Regions from separate parts of the Bos taurus genome. Here region 1 is linked to region 2. Evidence: chromatin contacts called from public Hi-C data. All regions are on one chromosome and are shown on one strand. Each heading gives the region's core, a stretch centred on a gene start, on an enhancer-like site or on the middle of the called end of the contact. The rest is flanking DNA. Distances are from core to core; before and after follow the strand shown.

Region 1 (4,950 bases), core at 62-2,561, 130 kb before region 2:
TTCCAATGCAGGGGACACGGGTTTGATCCCTGGTCAAGCAACTAAGATCCCACATGCTTTGGGGCAACTAAGCCCGCGCCACGACTACTGAATCTGCTCTCTAGAGCCCAATCTCCGTAACAAGAAAAGTCTGAGTGCCACAACTAGCGAAGCCAGCATATAGCAACAGAGAGTCCAGGCACCACAATGAAGACACAGAGCAGCTAAAATGAAAACAACCCCCCCAAAACCCTGATGGCTTCAGAATCCCTGCATTTGCTAAAATGCAGGTTCCCCAGCTCAGCCCCTTCTGACCTAGTCAACCCTAGTTTGTGGGTCTGAATCTACACAGCCCCCAGCCAACTTTCCCACGGGCAGGGCACTTAATAACTTACAGTCCACTTTGGTTCTCCACTTTTGTTAACAAGTTTTTCCGTACAGAGATGAATGGCCCCTTCACTTTACAGACGTGGAAACTGACACTGGATTTCACAAGCCAGCAGGTTGGGCTTGGTCTAGGTTACACTGAGAATTACTGGTTGACTAGCATCCCCGGTCCCTGGTCAGCTGCTTTCCACTTTCCCACAAGAGCAAGCAGTCCATGGCTGGAGGCAGAGTAACAGCATTCACCTGTAGACAGGGGAGATGGCTTCCCATTCTGCAGGTTGAAACCCAGTGACCTTAGGACCCAAGGGCCCTCTCTGAGCTTCAATTTCTCCATCTGCAAATTGGAGCCAACCCTCATCTGGTGGTGGTAAGTGTTTTATGAATGCCCATCCTTAAAGAGTTCAGCACAGTGACTTGCACATAGCATGAGTTGAGTTAGTCCTAACTTAAGTTTTGTGATTATTCTACCTCTGGAACCCTGGACCTTAGCGCTGGTCTCCTGGCCCCAGTTTGACAGAGTGTGGTGGGGGCACAGCGGGGACGGGGCAGGGGTCACAGGGTAGAGGAGAGGGCGGCAGGAAGAAGGGAGAGAAAATCCCGAAGGTCCGGAAGGCTGGGAGGGAGGCCGGGCACCAGCTGGAAACCGCGGCTATTTGCAGCTTTGCCCTCGGGCTGCGGTCAGGCTGGCGCTCTCGGCCGGGCTGCCGAGCCCGCCGCCCCGCCCGGTGCCCTCGGCCACCCGGGCACTTCCCTGGCCTGCGGGTCCCTCCTCGCCCGATCCTCGCGGCCCGGCGGGGGGTTGGGGAGCCGCTGCTGAGCCGGGCCGAGGCCTCTGGAGCTGGCAGAGCGCGGGGCTGGGGCGGGGGCAGCGCCGGGGGCGGGCGGGCCGCGAGGTGAGTCGCGGCCGCGGCGAGGCTGCCCGGGCGCCGGGTGGGCGCGCACGATTGTTAAAGGCTGCGGTTTGGCTAAGATTGCGGAGCCGAGAGAGGAAAGGACGCAGGAGGGAGGACAGCTAGGAAGAGGGAAACACGAGCCGAGGGCGGGATGCGGGCAGGAAGCTGACGTTTCCTGAGCGCCGACTGCGTCCAAAGGAGGTGGAAAGACTATCCCCACTTTACCGGCCGGCTCGGGGAGGCTGGGTGCCTCGGGCGAGGCCGTCCAGCTGTGAAGCCGCGGAGCCCGGAGCCTGATCGGCCTCTTTCCCTGCGGCTGAGAACGCAAACGCAAGCCGGGGCAGGGGCGGGGCGGGCCGGAACGGGAAGGGGACCGGGGGCGCTGGCTCTCTGGGTTCCCCAGCCCGGAGGACGCCACAGAGACCCTGTTTCAGTCTCTCCCGCGCCCTTCCAGCGCCCCCATGTGGAGGCTCCTTTTGAAGCCCAATCCACTCGCCCACCCCACCTCCGCGCGCGCGTTTCTAGAGCTTGGCGTTGGCGGATCCGGAAGGGGCCAGAGCTGAGTCCTAATCTCACGGCCTGTCCCTTGGACAGAAAGACGCGAGGAGAAAGGGAAGCTGGGCCGCCAGAGGAGGCGAGCCTCCCTGGAATGCGCAGCGTGGTCGTTCCAGTGGAGGGGGCAGGGTGGTTCCTGGTACAAGTAGCCCGGAGTGTGGAATTGGGGCAATAATCTTTGCACCCTGGGCTTGGACCCTTTCACCGGCAATGGCTTAGTTTCACTGCGAATCTTTGAGATTACATTAATGCATTCATCCATTGATTCTGGATTTGATGAGACCTTACAACGTGGGAGTTGCCCCACAACACAGCTGAAAAAAACAGACAAGCATTGTAACATTTTTAACAGTGTGGAAAGTGCCATGGCAGTGGTATCTGGGGGAGAGAATAAGAATCCTGGGCCCTCTTTACCCATGTTTACAGTGTGGTTACAGTATGGGTACACTTCAGAATCCGCCTACCAATGCAGGAGATGGCAAGAGACGAGGTTCCATCCCTGGGTCGGGAAGGTCCCCTGGAGTAGGAAATGGCAACCCACTCCAGTATTCTTGCCTGGAAAATTCTGTGGATGAAAGAGCCTGTCCATGGGGCCAGAGAGAGTAGGACACGACTGAGTGACTGAACACATGCACGCACACTTCAGACACTTGACCTAGACAGAACACTTTGGGTTCGGAAAAGAGGGTCTCTACACATGGATTATAGATGGAGCAAATGAAGCCATAACCCTCTGTGCCCACACATTGTGTAGGCATGGCAGACAATTTGGCGGTGTTTGTTGCCTGTCAATAATATCCCAAGGATTTCTGAGAGGGCCTGAAGGTATAGGTGGCCCAGTACCAGAAATTCTTGCGTCCTGAGAATGATTGAAAACAGTTCCTTTCTTGCCCTTTTCATGAGACCCCTCACCCACCATCAAAGGTGCTTCTTGGCCCAGGCCTATGGCCCTGGGACTTCTTATTCCATCTCCCTTCTCCATCACCTTTCTCCCCAGGTCCCTGGCCCCCACCTACCCACATCTTTTTCACAATTAAATTCTATGAGGAAAGACAAATGTGCACAGTGGCTGGGAGGGGGGGGCGGTGTTTATCTACAAGAAGGGTAGAAGTCAAGAGAAGCAAATTAATTGAAGAAAAAAGACTTTTATTAGGGGAAAAAAAAAAGAGTAGAAGCAAAGTGTAGTGTCTAAGATGACTCCGGGTTTGAATTCTGACCCCATCACTTAACAGTGTGTAAACTCAGACATCTAACCTTTCTGACCTTCACCATAAAATAGGAATAATAATATACTTACTTCAAAAGGTTGTAGAGATGTTTACATGAGATAGTGCATAAAAGAACTTCATGAAGCATCAGGCACATTGTAGGCCTTAGTAAATGGTGGCTATTATGATTGCCATTAATACTATAGTTAAACAATAACTCTCATCCCTATTTTACAGGAAAGCCAGGTTAAAGAAAGTCATTTCCGGCATTCCCTGATAGTTTGTCGTCAGGTCAAGAGTTTCCTAAGGACAGGAACTGGGTTTCTCTCAGACTAGGAACTCCCTGTGGCTAGGTCTCTCCGACAAGTTTCAGTGTGCCCGGCCTTAAAGTCAGGGTTCAGAAGCTTCAGGCCTGGATGCTGAGGGAGGTATGTCGATCCCCCACATTAGGGAATGTGGGTTCTGCGCAGCCCTTGCCTCATAAGTGGCGGTGAAGTCTCGCCTGTGTGTTTGCTTCTCCCGGAGCCTCTGTGCAATAATGGCCGCCAGAGCCTGACCCCATTAGTGGGAGAGGCGAAGCTCATGAATCCAATTGGCATTTTCTTCCTGGATCTTAGTTAGCGAGTGTGGCAGAGAAGTGAACTGCTAAGTGAAAACATAATTATAATGCACCATCCTTTGTCTACCAAGTGAGGCCTCCAGACCCCACTGTCTGCAGAGCAGTTTGTTTCTCAAGTCAGGGAGGACACTGGAGCCAGCCTCTCAGAAGTGGAAGTGGCACCCATGAGCGGGCTAACTTGGCTAGTGCGGGCGGGGCATGAGACTCAGGATTGACCCCTGTCCTGCTCTCTCTGACCGAGGTCTGGAACACGTGGGCTCTCAGAGGAACGCTGGTTCAGTAAGACCCTGTACAGGCTGCCTGAGGACTGGGGAACTGAGACACGAGGCCCTGAGTGCCAGAATGGGGAGTGTGGCTTTTATCCAGCAGACACTGGAGTTACTGAAGGTTTTAGAACAAAGGAGTTATGTGGGATTGTGTTTTTTCCCCTTCATGGGTTCCCAAATCCTCCTCACCTCAAATATGCATATGTTAATGCCTAGAAAAAGGGCTGGCAGAATACACATAGGTGGTCATGGTGGTAAATTTTGAGATAGAGAAGTAGGTAAAGGGAGGTTTCCATTATTTATTCAGTACCCTACATGATTTGAATATTTTACAGTGAGAATATGTGCACTTATTACCTTTACAATTTAAAACAAGGTGAGAAATAATCTAAATGTCCATTATCAGGAAAATAGGTAAGTCCATTGTGGCAGTAGAATACTACACAGCAGTAAAAATGAATAAATTAGAGTGTCTATATCAACGTGGATAAAACTCATAAAGTGTTGGGCTAAAAAAAACCAGGTTATATCAGGATACCTAGACTATGGGTCCATCTACATAGAATTTAAAAGCATGAAAAACATATATCTGTATTATAAATGGACATACACATGTAGTGAATGTGTAGGAGGAGGAGGGAGGGAAAAAGCAAAGCAGCCCCCCAAACCAACCTAGGTAGTGAGCATTGAAGTTTGCTGTGAGATTATCTATACATTTTTATGTGCCTGATATAACTGAAGCATTTTGAAAAAAAGAGGGATTATAAGAAAAAAGGAAAAACAAAGTTGAAAACAGGAAAGGTTAACAGTATGAAAAGTGGAGGAAGTTTTTGTTTTTCTTTCGAATTTTTTGTTTTGTGTTGGGGTGTAGCCAGTTAACAATGTTGTGATAGTTTCAGGTGAGCAGGGAAGGGACTCAGCCATCTACATACATGGATCCGTTCTCCCCCAAACGCCCTTCCCATCCAGGCTGGAAATGCGGAGAAAGATTCAGTGACAGACTTGGGGGCAGAAACCTGGCTGACCCGGGGTAGGCGGGCTCC
Region 2 (4,681 bases), core at 775-3,274:
GGGTAGAGGGAGGATACCTCTCCTTCTGATAGACGCACTCAGTCCACACTCAGTCGCATGATTCACAAATATGCACACCTGTACACGTGCTAATGCACAAACTTCAACCGAGTTTGAGATCTGGGGGTCCTTCTACCCACAGACAAGGGTTTCAAGGGCCTGCAGGCAACTTATTAAGCCATCCAGGCTCAGCGGTGCCTGGGGTATCCCGGGGTCCCGCAGGACCCCACCGAGTCCTCACGGCCTTCGACCGCCCACCACTGACCTGCGTCTGAGTGAGGCCCAGCTGCGCGGCCAGCTCCGCGCGCTCGGGCAGAGCCAGGTACTGGGCCTTCTGGAAGCGGCGCTGCAGGGCGGCCAACTGGTAACTGGAGTAGATCGTGCGCGGCTTTCGGACCTTCTTGGGCTTCCCGTTCACCATGCGCACCTCAGCTTCCGGCTCCTCCTTCACGGACACTGCAGGCAACGCACCGGGAGGTGGGCGACTCAGCCTCGGCCAAAGACACCGTCGCCCTCCGGAGCCCCGCGGGAGCCCCCACCCTCCGGCCCACCGACTCGTCCCGGGACTTCCTGGCGGCGCTCTCCGCCGCCAGCGCCCCGGGAGGGAGCTGCGGCCGCAGAGCCTGGCCGGCGGCCGCCCACGACGCTGCGCTCCCGGGCTCCTAGCTCCCCGGGTCCCGGCGCCAGCCACCCCTGGACGCGCACTGCCGCCGCCTCGCTCCCCTCAGTCCCTGCCACCCGCCTGCTCGCCGCCCTCTCACAGGACCTCGCCGTCGGTCACTTCTCTCGCTCTTTTTTTTTTGTTTGTTTTTTAGACCTTTTCTTTTCAGAATAATTTTAGATTTCAGAAAAAGTTGCGGACACATCAGACTTCCTTTTCCTTCGCCCTTTCCTCAGATCCTTTCTTCTGTCTTTTCTTTCACTTTGTCTCTCCATTTTTATGCCTCCACTTTATAAATAAAAATATTTTATATTTTATAAAAACATATTTTTATGCCTCCATTTTTCTTTTTGCCCCCGTTTCTTCACTCTCAATTGCTGCTTCCCTCCCTGTTTCCGGAATTCTGAGGGGTCTTTCTCCGTGTCCCCCTCATCTTTCTCCCCCTCCCCAGCCCAGTTCCAAACTGCGGTCGCAGAACTCCCAGCGCCTGCCGCCTGCCCGGAGCCCGATGGAGAACCGCTTGCTGAAGTGCCGGGAAAGCACCTGGATCCGGAGGCTCTCTGACTGTCCAGGGCCCTCTCCTTCTCCGCCTCGCTCACCCGGATCCTCACCCGGGACCGACCGCGGCGTCCCGCGTGCACCACGCCCCAAAGGCGACCAGTTTCTGGACTGGAAGGTCGTCCGTCCACTCTGGGGTCATCTAGCTCACCGTCTCTAACTTCAGACAGTACATTTCTTAGCCGGGACGCTCCCCTAGATTCTGGCTCCAATTCCTCTCTCTCGGGAACCTCCCAGTGCCTCCCATTCTCAGCGACCCCGCGGTCCTCACCTGGGTCCTGAGCGGGCAGCGGCTGCTCCCGGTAGGCTCCATATTGCCGGTAGGAGGTTCCGTAGGTATATTCCGACTTGGGCGAATAAGCGCCTGTGCCTCCAAGCCCGTTGAGATTGAACTGGTGGTGGTAGGTGTAGGGGTTTACGGTCTGGCCATAGGGCTGGCCCGAGTAGTAGTCGTGCTGGGGAGCGCTGTAGTAGCCCAGGTCAGTGACGGAAGACTCGGGCAAGGTGGGCGAGTCCTTGGAACCCGCATGGCAGCTGAGCGAGCTGGAGATGTCGGTGAGGATGCTGCTGAGCTTGCGATCGAAGGAGCCACTCATCCTGGCGGGCGCCGTACCACCCCCGGGCTGGCCTCAGCCGGAACGCCGAAGCGGGCAGGAGCTCGGGGGAGGCGGAGGAGACGAGGCGGGGTTGTGTGTCCGGAGGGCGAGGGGGAGGGTTCCCGGCAGCGTCTCTGGGGAGGGTCGGTCGAGGGGCGCTTAGACCATCGCGGGTCTTCGGGCGGTCGCGGCGCGCCTCTCGTCGCGTCCCAAGCCACAGTCAAATGCTGCCAGCTCCGCCCGGCCAGCCGGTTATAGACTCAATAGTGGAGTCGCAGAGGGAGGCCCCAGCGCTCTGATTGGCTGCAAGTCTTGCCTTCCAGGCAAAACATGCTCTTGCGCTCTTTCGTTTCTCTCTCTCTCATTCTTTGTTGTTACTCAACACACAAACACACACACTCACACACACGCACAGTCATACACACACTCTCTCTCTCACACACACTCACACAGACCCCTCTGTTCCTCCTCCTGTGGATCCCTTCCCCAGCCCAGATAACCCCTCGGTGTTCCTGGAGGAAAGAGTGGGACAAGGGTATCTTTGCAAGAGTCCCCAGGTCTGTCCGTCTGTCTGTCTCTCTGCCTGTGAGTGGAAGGTGGGCTCAGGTGCCATAGAGGAGGGGAATTTGGCCGCTGGGTGTCTGTGAGGTAGGTGGTTAAAGGTGTGTGGGGTGGCGGGGCAAATGACAGGCAAACATGCCCAAAGTGGCAGGACCCAGGCTCATGAAAATGTTCTAGTTTTTTCTTTTTTTAATTAGAAGAAAGAAAAAAAAAATAGGTTAAAGAAAAAGTTTGAATATATATTACTATATCATTTTTACAGCAATGCAATCACAAAAGGTAACTTTAAAAAATGTTTTTAATGAATGAAGGGGTCCATCAGACAAAAGTGCATCAGGCCTAAAAAAGTCATCACTGGGTCCAGGGAAGCTCCAGGAGGTGCACAGCCTGTGTGTAGTGATGTTAAATTTGTCTCCAAAAGTTTCAGAGATGACCTAGGCTTGTGGGAAAGAACATGGTCCCCATGAAGATGGGTGGGACACAGGCTGGCTCTCTGTGCTTCAGTAAGTTTGGGGGCAGATTCTGTGTTTCTGGGACTTCTCATACCCAGACAGAGTGAGCATTTTTAGAGACCAGGGGTGTGTGATGTGGGGATTTCATGTGTTCTGCAGCACATACAGAGTCCATGTTCGTACAAAGAATGCACATGAGTGCAGGAGTGTGCATGTGAGAGAGTGAGCCAGTGTATATGGGAGTCTGAAAGCAGTGTGAGTGGAGGACCACGGGATGGGGTGTCTGCGTGTGAATTTGTAGTTGTATACAGATGCACATAAAACTCTCAGCACCTTCCCAACCTCAAGTAGTTGAGAACCATGATGGCCCACTGAACCCTGTCCCCCCCAAGAAAGAGGCTCTCCTCCCTGGGGACTCCCACCTCCTAGTTCTGTCTGGCCTACAAGGCCAGCTTTCTAAGTCATCCAAACTGCTCCCAAAGCTTTAGCTCATTTATCCATTCCACTTTCGATTCTGTTCTCCGCCTTTCTTGGTTGGGGGGAGAAGGAGTCTCTTCCAAATATCAGTTCCTAGTTGCATACAACCTTCACATAGGGCTCCGCGGTCATTTCTCCCGTCCTCTTCCGCCGCCTGACTCGGCTAACTTGTCCCAGGACGCATAGTGCCAGCGCGCCACCTTCTGGTCAGTCTTTGGCCCTCCAGCATCCCCAAGTCTTGCCCAGCCCGGAGGAGGGGTCTCTTTCGTAGACTCTGTCCGGTGGAGAAGCTTGCTTTAGAAGAAAGCTTTGGAAGGGGCTCTGTGCCCCTTTCCAAAGCCAGACCGCCAGGGTAGGCTGTCAGGGTTCTCAGGGCTTTGAGAGCTGCCGTTGGCGAAGACAGAAAGCCACAGTCCGGGGTGCAAGGGGCAGGAGTGCCTGCCAGGCCCAAGTGGAGAGGCCGCGGCGTGGGAAAGGTGGGGGCGGGGGCTGGGCCTGGGGAGCGCTATCTGTCTATCTCCGCGTCCCCCCAGCGCCTATCGCCGGCCGCTCCGAGCCCGTGGCGGGGCGAGTTACCACCCGCTCTGGATGCCCTCTGTTCTGGTGCCAAGAGGGCGCCTGGAGAGCCCGCGGCGCTAGGGGCAGGAAGGGCACTGGGCGGGGCCGGCCCTCCCTCCCAGAATGGAAGCGGGGGAGGCAGGCAGGGCCTGCTTTGGAGCCCCCAGCCCTCCAGAGTTGGATAAGCCCCTTCTTGGGGGTTCATTCATTCATTCATTCACCCGTCAACTGAGACAGAGAAACGCCAAGTAATGCAGAGACAGAAGGAAGTCTACCTTACTCACGCGGTACTCAGTGAAGCCTCACTCCCTTCCCTCCTTCTGGCACTCCTAAGTAAAGTGAAGGAGCAGTGGGTTGGGAGCTCGGAATCCTGGAATCATGAAAAGGTGGTGGTGATGGTGGGTTACGTTAGGATAATTTCTATGCTGCATTCTGCTATGAAAATGTAAGAGTTCTAAAAGCAGATTTAAATTGCAGCATTAGGGACTGAAGAGAGCAATTAAATAATTGTTTGGTAATGTGAAGTTAGCATCTGACCCCTCATTGCCCTCTGTGCTCCAGGACACCAGGGATCGTATCTGTTTAGTTCACTACTATGTTCTAGATACCAAGGGCAGGTCCTGGCACACACACAACGTCAGCACTCAATACATGTTTGATGAATGAATAACTAGGACTCCCTAATACTGGAGAGGGGCTGAATCATCTCAGTTGGGTACGCTTGCAGGGTTAGGGAAAGGGGCAGCCTGGGGCAGGCTCTGGCATCAAGCTGTCCCACTCCAGGATAGGAGCAGCTTCCCAGATGAGGCCATGTGGCC

Evidence for each region. Hi-C and Micro-C count contacts between places; a contact is called where the count stands out from the background.
Region 1: a contact with region 2 is called in a Hi-C map of blastocyst, with 5 times the contacts expected there. The contact joins the promoter of TAC4 here to the promoter of DLX3 in region 2. A contact is called at or near these places in 4 of 11 Hi-C or Micro-C datasets (blastocyst, liver, skeletal muscle and 1 more).

Annotation. Positions count from the first base shown.
Region 1 is chr19:36,788,450-36,793,399 of ARS-UCD2.0, reverse strand. TAC4 (tachykinin precursor 4) reads right to left here and starts at 1,311. Exons shown (of 5, transcript XM_059878513.1): 1 at 1-1,311. LOC104975064 (a long non-coding RNA gene) reads left to right here and starts at 1,574. Exons shown (of 3, transcript XR_003030886.2): 1 at 1,574-4,950.
Region 2 is chr19:36,659,769-36,664,449 of ARS-UCD2.0, reverse strand. It overlaps DLX3 (distal-less homeobox 3), which reads right to left and starts at 2,024. Exons shown (of 3, transcript NM_001081622.1): 1 at 1,491-2,024; 2 at 266-456. The coding sequence starts at 1,815.